Regions from separate parts of the Ovis aries genome. Here region 1 is linked to region 2. The links are chromatin contacts, called in public Hi-C maps. All regions are on one chromosome and are shown on one strand. The core of a region is the stretch at or near the end of the contact, and the rest is flanking DNA. Distances in the headings are between cores, read along the strand shown. Region 1 has its middle 42 kb from the start of MTURN. Region 2 holds the start of ZNRF2 (zinc and ring finger 2).

What was found. A called contact is a pair of places that touch in the nucleus more often than the background predicts.
Region 1: a Hi-C map of hypothalamus shows a contact between it and region 2, with 3 times the contacts expected there. The contact joins the enhancer-like site here to the promoter of ZNRF2 in region 2. A contact is called at or near these places in 3 of 16 Hi-C or Micro-C datasets (hypothalamus, liver and tail adipose tissue).

The regions. Positions count from the first base shown.
Region 1 is chr4:67,706,185-67,712,648 of ARS-UI_Ramb_v3.0, forward strand. No RefSeq gene overlaps it. Among named protein-coding and RNA genes, the nearest start is that of MTURN, 42 kb to the right of the region's middle. Within about 2 kb of position 3,922, at least 9 of the 54 cell types and tissues checked have an H3K27ac peak or open chromatin away from gene starts, as enhancers often do. A contact at or near this core is called in hypothalamus, where this site is marked.
Region 2 is chr4:67,587,800-67,594,223 of ARS-UI_Ramb_v3.0, forward strand. It overlaps ZNRF2 (zinc and ring finger 2), which reads right to left and starts at 2,337. Exons shown (of 6, transcript XM_060414779.1): 1 at 1,415-2,337. The coding sequence starts at 1,868. LOC121819405 (a long non-coding RNA gene) reads left to right here and starts at 1,280. Exons shown (of 2, transcript XR_006059637.2): 1 at 1,280-1,798; 2 at 2,836-6,424.

The DNA of each region.
Region 1 (6,464 bases), core at 2,672-5,171, 120 kb after region 2:
CAACCAAAAACTAGCAAGGAATTGAGGTTCAACAGCTCACAAGGAACAGAATTCTGTCCACAAGTGAGTACCTTGGAAGTGGATCCTCACCAACTGATCTTTCAGATGAAACCCCACTCTGATATCAGCTAAGATGTGCCCAGGATCCTGAAGCACAGAAACTGTCAGATAACAGAGATGAGTTGTTGTAAGCTTCTATGTTTGCAGCAATCTGCCATATAGCAACAGGATACTAAGACACTTCACTTCTAGGTGAATTGGGGCAGGTTAATTCCACTTCATAAACCTCAGTTTTCTCATCTGTCAAAAAGGCACAGACAATAATAAAAATGATATTATGTTTGCCTTTGGGGAAGTAAATGAGAAACTGTGCCTCAAAGTGTACACATGTTGAAATCTCCTGAATGAGTAAGGGATCTGAGTTCTTCCTGGGCTGGCGTTTGAGGAAAGGGGTGCGTGGAGTGGCTGGAGTTACTCAGGAATGGGAAGGACTTCCCCTCAGCCCTGAGGTTCTTGGAGAACAAAGGTCTAAAGGCAGGATGTCTCCTTATATGTGAAATCTAAAAAGAAATGGCACAAACTAATTTATTCAGACTTAGAGAATGAATTTATGGTTGCTAGTGAGGCAGGGGGAAGGGATAGTTAGGCTGTCTCAGTCCCTAGGTCAGGAAGATCCCCTGGTGAAGGAAACGGCATCCCACTCCAGTATTCTTGCCTGGAAAATCCCACAGACAGAGGCGCCTGGTGGGCTACAGTCCATGGGGTCACAGAAGAGTTGGACATGACTTAGCAACTAAACAACAAAAGCTAATGAATGAAATCCTGAATGTTGCCTAAGGAAACCTTGCTGCTTCTACCAGAAACATCCCAGCTGCACACTGCAGCTCCCTCCAGGAGCTGGGCCTTCAGGAAGGTCTTGGGGAAAGCCATCAGGCTACCTGATAAACCACCACAATTGTTGTCTTGCACTGGCCCTGGCCACCATGCTACAGCATTCAGCTGGAGGGCAATTACATTACCCCTTAAGAATCAGGCACAGTCAGAACTCAGTAGCCACCTATGGTTTATGGCCATTTCCTTACTTCAGTCAATTGGAGCTAGACAGTCCTTGGTTTTTGGTGCGATTCATTCTCCTAAATCCAAACCCAAGATAGTTCCCTGAATCTGGCAGAGCTCAGCTGTAAAGTCGGAGCAGGAACTTACAAGCTGCGGCTGCCAACTCATCTGACATCACGCCAGGGCCACCCTACCATTGTCTGTGGCAGAACAAGGCCTTGCTTTGGCAGAGGTTTGCAGCCCCACCCATCAGTGCCTGCTGGGAATCTGGCTACTTCTCAGCAGGCCCGAGAGCCTCTGAGTGCCCCAGGAATGCCTTGTCTATAAATAGAAGTCTTTTGCAGGGTTTCCACTGCTTGGCAGCCTGAACAGCATCTGTACCATGTTATACATTCTGCACAGAACCAGCTGCCGGCCTGGTGGGAAAGATAATCTTGGGAGAGGAGCCTGCGCTGTCAGTGGGCAGTTGTTCAAACTCCCTAGCCTGGGGCCATCACCGGCTAGCACCGGAGGCAGGCCCTTGCGGCAGGCAGCTGTGCTGAGTTTCACAGCAAGGCCAGGCAGCATAGAAGTTGGACTGGTGAGGAATGAACCTGATTGTTTTATCACTTCAGACTCACTTATCTCCGTGGAAAGAGATTCCAGTTGGGTCTTTGTAAACAAGTTACCATGACTTGGGGGCTACCTGAGGTCAACACAGACCCTGCTGGAAGAAAATGCTATCCGTGCACCTGGTCCCAATCAGAACCCAGTTCTGCCACCCAGTGGCCCAGCTTTGAGAAGATGTCAGAGCTCTAATACAGCTCTCTCAAACCAAAATCCCTGTTCCGCATCTTTGAACATAGCAGGGAAATGCCACTCAATTTTCTACAGGGTCTAAAGCAGAAGGGTCAAGTCTATGACTGGAGTGACCATTCCTGGGAACCAAAGCCTGATTCAATAGCCACAGGCAGAGGGGCAGGCCTGCAGCGGGAGAGTATGTCCGTACAGCACTGAGAAGGGGGTGCAATCCTAGGAGCAGGAATTGAGAACCAATTGGAAAGGAAAATGGAACAAGGAACAAACAAGGTTCTAAGAACATTGAATCCCAAAGGCCAGTTGTGCTAAGAGCTTTCATAGACTCAGTTACCCAGCACTGGTGGACTGGCCATAATGAGGACTTCAGGAATGTGCCCTACCCCCTTAGTGATGACTTAAGTTGTGGGGCTGGAGGGTGGGGAATGGTGTGGATGCATGGAAGATTCTTTTAAACAGAGAGTGTTGGAAAAAGAGGCCTTCGAGTTTCAGGATTCCTATGACTCTGAAATCAGGTGATGGGGGCTGAATATATATAGTTCTAGATGCAGAAACCTGGGTGACTTTATGCTATAGATTGAATGTTTGTGTTCTTCCAAATTCACATGTGGATACCTAATCCCAATGTGATGGTATTTGGACGTGTGGCTTCTGGAAGGTGATTAGATTGTGAGGGTAAAGCCCTCACGTGTGGGATTAGTGCCATTAAAAGGAGACCCGAGAGCTTCCTCACCCCATTCACTACGTGAGGACACGTGAGCCAAGCAGATCCTCTTCAGACACTGAATCTGCTTGATCTTGGACTTCTAATCTCCAGAACTGTAAAAAATAAATGTCTGTTGTTTACAAGCTAGTCAGTCTATAGCTCCTATTATAGTAGGTTGCACTGATTAAGAAACTTTAATAGAACAATGTCACATCAATCTCTCACTGCTGGCTTGGAGGCACATGAGCCATTTTCCTACTCTCCAGCCTTCCTTCTCAAATGGGGCCTTTTCTGAGCCTTCCTAGAGATGGTGTGCAGCCAGGCAGCCTTGGAGAGCAGCACAAGCCACCAGAAAGTGAGTGTCTTGTGTTGGGGGGTAGCTTCTCTCTCGACTTGGAAATTGCACAGAAAGTAGAAGGGGCCACAGCATATATCCTTGCCTTCCCACCAGGACGTGTCTGGGGCCAGGGCTGCTTCATGACTACCTTATCTGCGGATGACACTTCCTGGAGGATCACCCAGGGATCATGGGGTAGAAGACCTGTGCCGTGCATCCTCTCCTGGGAAGGGTGTCAGGCTCACAAACTGGGTTCCAGGACGACAGCAGGAAAGGCTGGATGAAAAAGTGATTCCTCATCTGTCATTCAAAGCAATGTCCAACTCTTTGGACTCATGCCCCGTCAGCAAATGGCTGGAACAAAAAATAAATAAAAACAGGGCTGTCACCTGGGTAGCACCCTCCCTGGGGTCAGCACCCTGGACCACACACCCAGGGTCTCACTATCTCATGCTGGCAGCCTCGGGCCCACACTGGCAGGTGGTGGCAGCAAAGTGGACGCCTTTAGGACAACTGGGCCTGTCTGTGGACACTGGCCCACCAGCTCCCACTTGGGAGTCTTGCAGCATTAGCAGGGATGGCTGTGAGTGCACCCAGCAAGGAAAACACCAGGTGTCACCAAAGATGAGCCAGTCAAACACATATGAGACACCCCAGAGGCCAACCTCAGGGTATTTGGGGTGAATCTGAGGAGGGCTGAGAACCGCTAAAGTGAGCATCAGAGCCAGAGAAATGAGAACTTGTGTCTGTAGCTGTGGCTCTCTCCTCACCCGCAGGCTGGCAGGTGTGGGGAAGATGAATGACATCAGATGAATGTCCAGAGGTTGGGAAACAGAATTAGTCACCCTGCCAAGAGGATCAGTTCCCTAGTTTCTGCCTCCTTGTGACATCACTGCTCCAAAGCATAGCACACTCTGGCACCAGATGAGAAGTTCTATTTCTAGAAAATCCACAAAAGTGCCATTGTCTTGATAATGAACTAACACACCAAGGTCATTGTATCTCCCAGCAGCTGGTCGGCCCAACTCCACATCTGTAAAGCTCTCCCGGGGCAGCAGGCAGGACCGTCCCCAGGAGAGGAGGTCCAAGCGGCAAACAGCATTCCTAACTCAGTGTTTGTTGTCTTGTGTCAAAATTCTGTCTGGAATCTCCAACACTAGCTTTCAAATGGGATTTTCAAGAGCATGTGGCCAACGTTGTTTATGCTTTTCCAGAGCTAGAGAGTGTGGAGTCAGAGCAAGGTTTGAAATGCATCCACGGGAGTCAGCTTTTGTGCATTAAGTAAAGGTTTGGCCAGAGTTCTGAAGGGACTGGACCATGTGGCTGGGCTGGATGAGTTCATTAGCACTGAGCTGGATGTTGGCTCTGGCTCACTGATGGATAACAGACCTTTTTTCAAAATCCTGGGAGGTGGAGGTCAAGAAGATGCTTCTCACTCACCACAAGAAGGGTGCTGGTTTGTGTTTCCTTCACGACAAGGGCTTTACACCAAGCCACTCATATTCCCTTACTAAGCACTTCTTGTAACCGGTTACAGGAGTCATTTGGGAGCTGACCAGAGTCAGAAATACTCTTTGAAGGAAGGAGAAAATCAAGAGAACTGGAGAGTTTAGCTCTATCACCAAGTATTGCCAAATCACCAAATTTCTTTTTGCTTTTTTTTTTTGGCTGCATGGCAGGTGGGATCTTAGTTCCCTGAGCAGGGATGGAACCTATGCCCCCTGCAGTGGAAGCATAGTCTTAAGTCCTGGAATGCCAGGAAGTCCCCAAATCACCAATTTCAACCATACTGTAAAGAAAGCTACGAAATGGCATGGGTTCAATATAAATAACGCTTTCCTTCACGAATTTTCCTATGAGTTAAGACTACTTGCAAAGATGAAGGACATATTTCTGAAGTAGTAATGTTGTCTATGAAAGGACTGCATTACATCTCCATGTTAAATTTAGATGAAGTTTGAATGATAAAGGGCTTTCCTAGTGGCTCAGACGGTAAAGAATCTGGCTTGTACTGAGGGATACCTGGGTTCGATCCCTGGGTCAGGAAGATCCTCTGGAGAAGGGAATGGCTACCCACTCCAGTGCATCTTTGAGTGAGATGTGTAGACGCTTGGTCAGGATTGTTGTGGTTAGGCAGATAATCATGTCACTGGATGGACTGGGATGCAGTGGTAGTTGTTAAGAAAGGGTCACTGTAACGGCTATAGGCATATGTCGTGTGGGTTGATGGGAGCTGGGTAGGTGTGTGGGTGCATAGGTACAAGCCGAGGTGGCTAGGCATGTTGCAGGGTGGGATTACGTGAGGCAGGTAGTGTGCAGCAGGGTGGGATGGAGCTAGGTAATTTGGCTGTGCCGTGGCAGATTGGGACACGTATTCTTGCCTGGGAAATCCCATGGACAGAGGAGCCTGGTGGGCTATAGTCTATGGGGTGGCCAAGAACTGGATGCAACTGAGCAACTAACACTTTCACTTGAATGATACAGGGCCCAGTGGCAGGTGAGGTGGGAGAGGAGGGAGTGGAGGCCCGTTGGGTGTGGTGGCAAAGCCAGGCCTGGGTGCGGTGAGGGTGGGGGTAGGGGGGAAGTCCTCAGTAAGGGGCCCCTGGTCAAGTGCAAGTCCAACCTGAAATCCCATCGCAGAGCAATGTCGGGGGAGGCTGTGTAGTTTGTGTCCCTTCAGTTGTTAGATTTCCATTTCTGATAACAGGGCCTAGGGGAGTCAGAAACTGTTAAACTGGACATTTTCCAGACGCGTTTTAAGTTGATTCTACTCAAGAGTTTGTCTTTTTATAGCCCCTTGCAGCCCAAGTGGCCGGTACCATTTCTGAACAGAAGAAACTCAAAACTGAAAAGACCAAAGCTATGTAGGAATCAAGACGCACATCCAAATCCCCTCTTTTCTTCATTGCCATGTGACACTGTCTGTCCCCTTGTCTTTCTGATCCCGTGCAGTTTCATGCTCCCTGGAGAATTCCTACACTCAAAGGTCTGGTGTTGACTCAGCTCCTTCGTCTGATGCCAGCATCATTCGGAAAACAGGAAAGCTCGGCTCCTGGGATCCAGCACCAGTTCTCTGGAGCCACTTGCCAGCGAGGATGCTTGCTGGGTCCCACAGGATCCGAACCATGAGGGATTATGTAGGATACTGGGGACCTCAGAAGCAGGAAAAGCAGGTTTGAGGCACCAACATTTCTAGGGGATGTGATGTGGCCGGCTTTTTTTCCCCCACATTAATGGAGGAAACAACGGCAGAGATCATCCAAACCAGCAAGTGAGACTCAGAGTCGATGGAATTTGCCTTTGAAGTGTTTTCCAATCCGCACACCTGAGAAGTACACAGTGATGCTGGGGTTACTGAGGGCGTGTGGGAAAGGGAAGTATTGGGAATTTGGCATTAGCAGATGCAAACTAGTATATAATAGAATGGATAAACAAGGTCCTATGGTACAGCACAGGGAACTATATTTATCCTGGGATAAACCGTAATGGAGAAGAATATGAAAAAGAAATTATATGTGTATTGTTGTTGTTAGTTGCTAAGTTGGGTCTGACTCTCTGACCCCAAGGACT
Region 2 (6,424 bases), core at 1,087-3,586:
AATCACAGTACAGTCAGCACTAGTTCTTTTTCTCAAAAAGAAATGTTTTAAGGGCCAATCTTAAAAGTCAGTATTTTTAGTCACAAAGAAAAAATCATTTTATAACAAGTAATTAAAATAAAAGTAAAGAGTTGTTTTATATTTTGAATATGCAAAGAGGTATTAAAAAGATGGGGGAAACTAAACATGTCGCCTCCATTTTAAATTTGTGCTAATGTGAATATTGATAGTACAGAACATCAGAGCAATTACATTATTGAACATTTCACTTTATCAACTGCCTGCTCAAATTTCTCACATTTATAAACACGAGTAAAGGAAGCAGAGAAAGAGAAGATAAGTGTTTTCACTATTCACCTGTGCTCAACTGTAACTGTAGGTAATATCATGATGTGTAAAGAAAGCAATGATATGGAAATGTTTCTCTTCTATTGTCTGCATCTCTAACCAGATTTAACATCTACTCTTCATGAACTGGAAAGGGAGTGTCTTAATTCATTTACCATTAACTGCTCTGAAGGAAAGTAGAAACCATAAAACAACTCAAGAGGTCGAATTTGCTTTACTCACATCAGGGGTACCCCTCCCCTGTTTCTATCAATCCAAAAAGACATACCGTTTTGCTACTAAAATTTCCATTTTTCACAGGGTCTTTCTTGAACCCTAGCGAGCACTGCTTTTCAAAAACACCTGGGCTTTTACTGCATCTTGTAGGCAGAACTGTAATGATTATTGGTTTCTTTCCTTAAGAAACAGTTCTCAGTTTTTTAATGCTCTGTCCAAATAAAGCAGAACTCACATTAATCATTATCTAAAGTAGCAGTTTACTGAGGTTAAAAACATACTTTTTATTAACACATTCACCTAATTAAAGCATACACAGTAGGTGGGACTACTGACACAAGACATGAGAATTACAGCTCTACAATAAGTTACTCCAAAAGCGGTAACTCTTGTTCCAAACACTCATCTGTTCATTTGAGACTCTGACTTTTGGCCTTTAAAAACTGCTCACCACTCGAGTCACCAGATACAACTACATTTAGCAACGGGTCCTGACTTCCTGCTACTAAAAACCACAAGCACCAGCTATTGCGCTTGTTTTTAAAACAATATTTGCTCCCTTCACCTCCGGGAGCAAACAAGGGCTTTCTGTATGAGAAAGCCACGAAGAGGTGAGGGTGCACGTGGTGTTCAAAAACCAAACACTAGGGTCCCGCGGTAGCGGCGCTGCAGGGGTTAAGAGGCGCTCTCTCCCTCTCTCTTTCCCTCCCACCCCAAAGAGGGGTGACCCGGCCCGGCCGCGCGGCGAACCCCCGGCGCTCGGGCTGAAGGAGAAAAGGAGAAGGGTAAAAATAAGCGCAGCCGCGGCCCACGTGCCGCCCGCGGGAGGCAGAGAGGGAAAGGGCCGTACCTCCAAACATGTGCGGCGAGAGGTGAGCTGGTAAGGAGCCGATCACCAGGCGCGGCCCTCCAGGACCCCCGCTCGCCGGCCGGTCCCTGCCGCCGCTGCTGCCGCCGTCCTCCGGGCTGCTATGAACCGAGTCCTGCGAGCCGTACGGGCCGCTGCTGCTGTTGGGGATGCTGAAGGTTGACTGCGCCGCCCGGGCCCCCGACGCCACGGTCCCCACGGCCCCGCCGAGGGAGCGGCTGCGCGGGGCCGCCGAGGCCGCCGCGGCGCCGCCGGAGGCGCTGGGCTGGTGCGCGCTGGGCACCTGAGCCGGAAACCTCCCAGCGGCTGCGGCTCGCGCCCCGCCGCCCGCGGTCCCGTTGGCCCCTCCGCTGCTGCTGCTGGAAGGTAAATCCGAGCCCGAGTACGCGCGGGTGCGGCCGTTAGCAGCGGCCGGCCCGCTCTGCTTGGCGCCCATGTCCGCCCTGCCCCGGGCCGGGCCCGCGCACAGTGCCCGGAGCGCCGGGAGGGCGGGAGCGAGCGCAGGAGCGAGAGGGCAGGGCCGAGGCGCGGAGGCCGGCGCAGAAACAAGCCCGCACGTCCAGGGCCGCCGCCCGGCGCCCCAGGGGGCGGTCGGCGCCCGCCGCGCTTTTCTAAGGGATGACGAGCGAGATCGACGGCCTGTCTGGGGACGCAGGAGACGAGGAGAGATGGAGAGGAAGGAGGTCCCGGCTCCCGCGGGCGCCGATCGCTGGCTCCGGCGGGAGGGGCGGCTCAGGTGGCTGCGCGGCTGCCGCTGCTTTCGGTTCTGGTGCGCCGCGACGGGCCGCTGCCGCTCTCTGCCGCCGCCGCTGCGCTCTGCGCCCGGGCCCTCGGCACCGCCTCCTCCCGGGCGGCCGCCGCTACCGCCGCCATCCTCCTGCTCCCACGGCGGCTCGCGGGTGAGTGGGAGGTGCCCGCCCAGACTCCGCTGGGGCCACCTTCCCTCCTCCCCCAGCCACCCAGCTGTTATTAACTGAGAAGGAGGAAAAACGGGTGGCGCGGGAGGAGAGGACGCAGGAGGAGAGGGAGGGGCAGCGCGCGCTTCCCGGCAACCGTCACCGCGCTCCCCCAGAGAAGGAGGGGCGGGGGGGTGGGTAGGGTCTGGACCACGAGGTGGGGGTGCTCAGAAGGGAAGGAGGCACTGCGGCCCTCGCACCGGAAGGCGGAGGAGCAGCGCGGCCCCAGGGTGCGCCCGAACCCATGTGTTTGGGTCGCGCACGGTGACCCCGCCCCTGCCCCCTGGCGCTGCCGGGCGGATTGGCTCCCACCAGCCTGGCCCCGCCTCCCCCCTCGCCGCGGCCTTCCCGCTCCCGCCCTGTCTCGCCTAGGTGCCTTGGTGGGGTAGGTGCTGCCACCCGCGGATTCGGTGATGGACAGGTCTCTGACCCCGCCCTCCCCTGCAGGGCGCGCCCCCTCTCCACCGCGGGGCCTGCGCTGATTGGAGCGACGGAGCTCCTCCGGGGGCCAACCAGAAGACGACCCCTCCTCCTGCACGTGTCCCTCGGACGCTGGACCTGACAGTGGGCAGTCTTCACCTTTTACAGCTGGGGCTGGGTTCGTCTCGGTCCTGTGTCCCTAGCCATTGCGTTTGAATGGGTTTCGACCTTCCTCCTTGATGTTACTTCGAGTGCGTGTTTTAAGTAAAGCAGAAGCTCACCAATCTGATAATAAAAGACTGAAAACAAAAGAAAGAACCTAGGAGGCTGAAGGCAGCTTGATCTGAATTAGATCTATCCCATTTAAACACTCCGACTGCGGAGAAAGCAGAGTTGATAGAACTAAAGATAATCCAACATGATTTTCAGCTGTAGAGCAAAAACTGTGGCACGGAGACAGCTGCAACCGATTCATAAGACCTGGGGTCTATCTAGGTCTGGGACCAAAACGAGGTGTAAGCAATCATTTTACCTTTGTGGACGTTAGTTTCCTTACCTGGGATGTTTGTATCAAATCGCCACAGCACCTGCTGCTTTAAAACCCTGTACTTTCTCTAAAATGTCAATTACTACTAGGTTGGTGCAAACGCAATTGCGGTTTTTGCATTGTTTAAAGTTTCCATTTGATATTGCAATACTTTCTTAAATATGGTTGTGCTGTACATCTTTCAATGCACATTTCTTGCTTTATGTTTTTGGCTGACTTATTACTTGTTTATATTTATTTCAACTATGGAAATGATGTTAGAGAAAAAGCAAATTCAAGCGATTTTTCTATTCAAGTTCGCAGAGACAACTCACAACAACACATTTGGCCCAGGAGCTGCTTACAAATGTACAGTGCAGTGGTGGTTCAAGAAGTTTTACAGACTAGATAAAAGCCTGAAGATAAACATAGTGGCTGCCCATGGAAAGTTGACAGTAACCAACTGAGAGGCTTACAACTACATGAGAAGTTGCCCAAGAATTGAACATCAACCATTCTATAGTTGCTCAGCATCTGAAGCAAATTTGAAAGGTGAAACGCTTGAGAAGTGAGTGCATCTTGAGCTGACTGAAAATGAAAAAAAAATCATCATTTTGAAGGGTCGTCTTCTCTTTTTCTACATTAGGTTCTTCTCTTATTCTCTATCGGATTGTGATATGCGACAACAAGTGGATTTTATATGAGAACCAGTGATGACCAGTTCAGTGGTTGGACCGAGAAGAAGCTTCAAAGCACTTCCCAAAGCAAACTTGCACCCAGAAAAGATTATGGTCACTGATAGGTGGTCTGTTGCCAGTCGGATCCACTACAACTTTGTGAATCCCAGCAAAACCAACACATCTGAGAAGTATGTTCAGCAAATCAATGAGATGCACCAAACGCAGCAACTCCTGCAGCTGACATTGATCAACAGAAAGGGCCCAGTTCTCCTCCTTGACAACACCTGACTGCACATCACACAACCAACACTTCAAAAGCTGAACAAATGGGCTACGAAGTTTTGCATCATCCACCATATTCACCTGACCTCTCATCAACCGACTACCACTTCTCAAGCATCTCGAAAACTTTTTGCAGGGAAAATGCTTCCAGAGCCAGCAGAAGGCAGGAAATGCTTTCCAAGAGTTCATCGAATCCCTAAGTATTGATTTTGATACTACAGGGATAAACAAACTTATTTCTTGTCGGAAAAAATTATTGATTATAATGGTTCCTATTTTAATTAATAAAGATGGGCTTGAGCCCAGTTATGATGATTTAAAATTCACGGTCTGAAACCACAATTATATTTGCATCAACCTTCCAGGAAAACATCTACTTCTGCTTTATTGACTATCCCAAAGCCTTTGACTGTGTGGATTACAATAAACTGTGGAAAATTCTGAAAAAGATGGAAATACCAGACCACCTTACCTGCCTCTTGAGAAACCTATATGCAGGTCAGGAAGCAACAGTTAGAACTGGACATGGAACAACAGACTGGTTCCAAATAGGAAAAGGAGTACGTCAAGGCTGTATATTGTCACCCTGCTTATTTAACTTATATGCAGAGTACATCATGAGAAATGCTGGACTGGAAGAAGCACAAGCTGGAATCAAGATTGCTGGGAGAAATATCAATAACCTCAGATATGCAGATGACACCCCGCTTATGGCAGAAAGTGAAGAAGAACTAAAAAGCCTGTTGATGAAAGTGAAAGAGGAGAGTGAAAAAGTTGGCTTAAAGCTCAACATTCAGAAAACGAAGATCATGGCATCTGGTCCCATCACTTCATGGGAAATAGATGGGGAAACAGTGGAAACAGTGTCAGACTTTATTTTGGAGGGCTCCAAAATCACTGCAGATGGTGACTGCAGCCATGAAATTTAAAGACGCTTACTCCTTGGAAGGAAAGTTATGACCAACCTAGATAGCATATTGAAAAGCAGAGACATTACTTTGCCAACAAATGTCCGTCTAATCAAGGCAATGGTTTTTCCAGTGGTCATGTATGGATGTGAGAGTTGGACTGTGAAGAAAGCTGAGCACCAAAGAATTGATGCTTTGAACTGTGGTGTTGGAGAAGACTTGAGAGACCCTTGGTTGGCAAGGAGATCCAACCAGTCCATTCTGAAGGAGATCAGTCCTGGTGTTCATTGGAAGGACTGATGCTGAAGCTGAAACTCTAATACTTTGGCCACCTCATGTGAACAGTTAACTCATTGGAAAAGGCTCTGATGCTGGGAGGGATTGGGGGCAGGAGGAGAAGGGAACGACTGAGGATTAGATGGCTGGATGGCATCACCGACTCGATGGACATGAGTTTGAGTGAACTCAGGGAGTTGGTGATGGACAGGGAGGCCTGGTGTGCTGCAATTCATGGGGTTTCAAAGAGTCAGACACAACTGAGCAACTAAACTGAACTGAATAAAATTCTTCCCACTCCGGTCCAAACTGTAATGTGGTATTTTGGTGGCAAAGCATGGTCTAGATACCCAGTGGACACCCTGCTGTGACCCTTCGATCTTTAAAATGCCTAAAAGTGTTCTCTATGTGAAAATAATAGTAACTGGTATTTTTTTGTACAAACTGTAGAATACTTTGTCTTTTTTCTCATACTTGTAATGAGTAATTTACGTAATGATTATCACTTTGAAGTATGAGAATCAAGTTTTTAAACAGAAGACTATATGTATAGATATTGATGTACTCTGTGTGTGTGCGTATATATATATTTATATATGCTGCTGCTGCTGCTCCTGCTAAGTCACTTCAGTCGTGTCTGACTCTTTGTGACCCCATAGATGGCAACCCACCAACTGCTGGGAGCCCACCAACTGTTGGCAGCCCACCAACTCCCCCATCCCTGGGATTCTCCAGGCAAGAACACTGGAGTGGGTTGCCATTTCCTTCTCCAGTGCATGAAAGTGAAAAGTGAAAGTGAAGTTGCTCAGTCGTGTCCAACCCTCAGCAACCCCATGGACTGCAGCCTTCCAGGCTCCTCCATCCATGGGATTTTCCAGAGTATTGGAGTGGGGTGCCATTGCCTTGAGTAGTTATATATATATATATATATATAACTACTCACT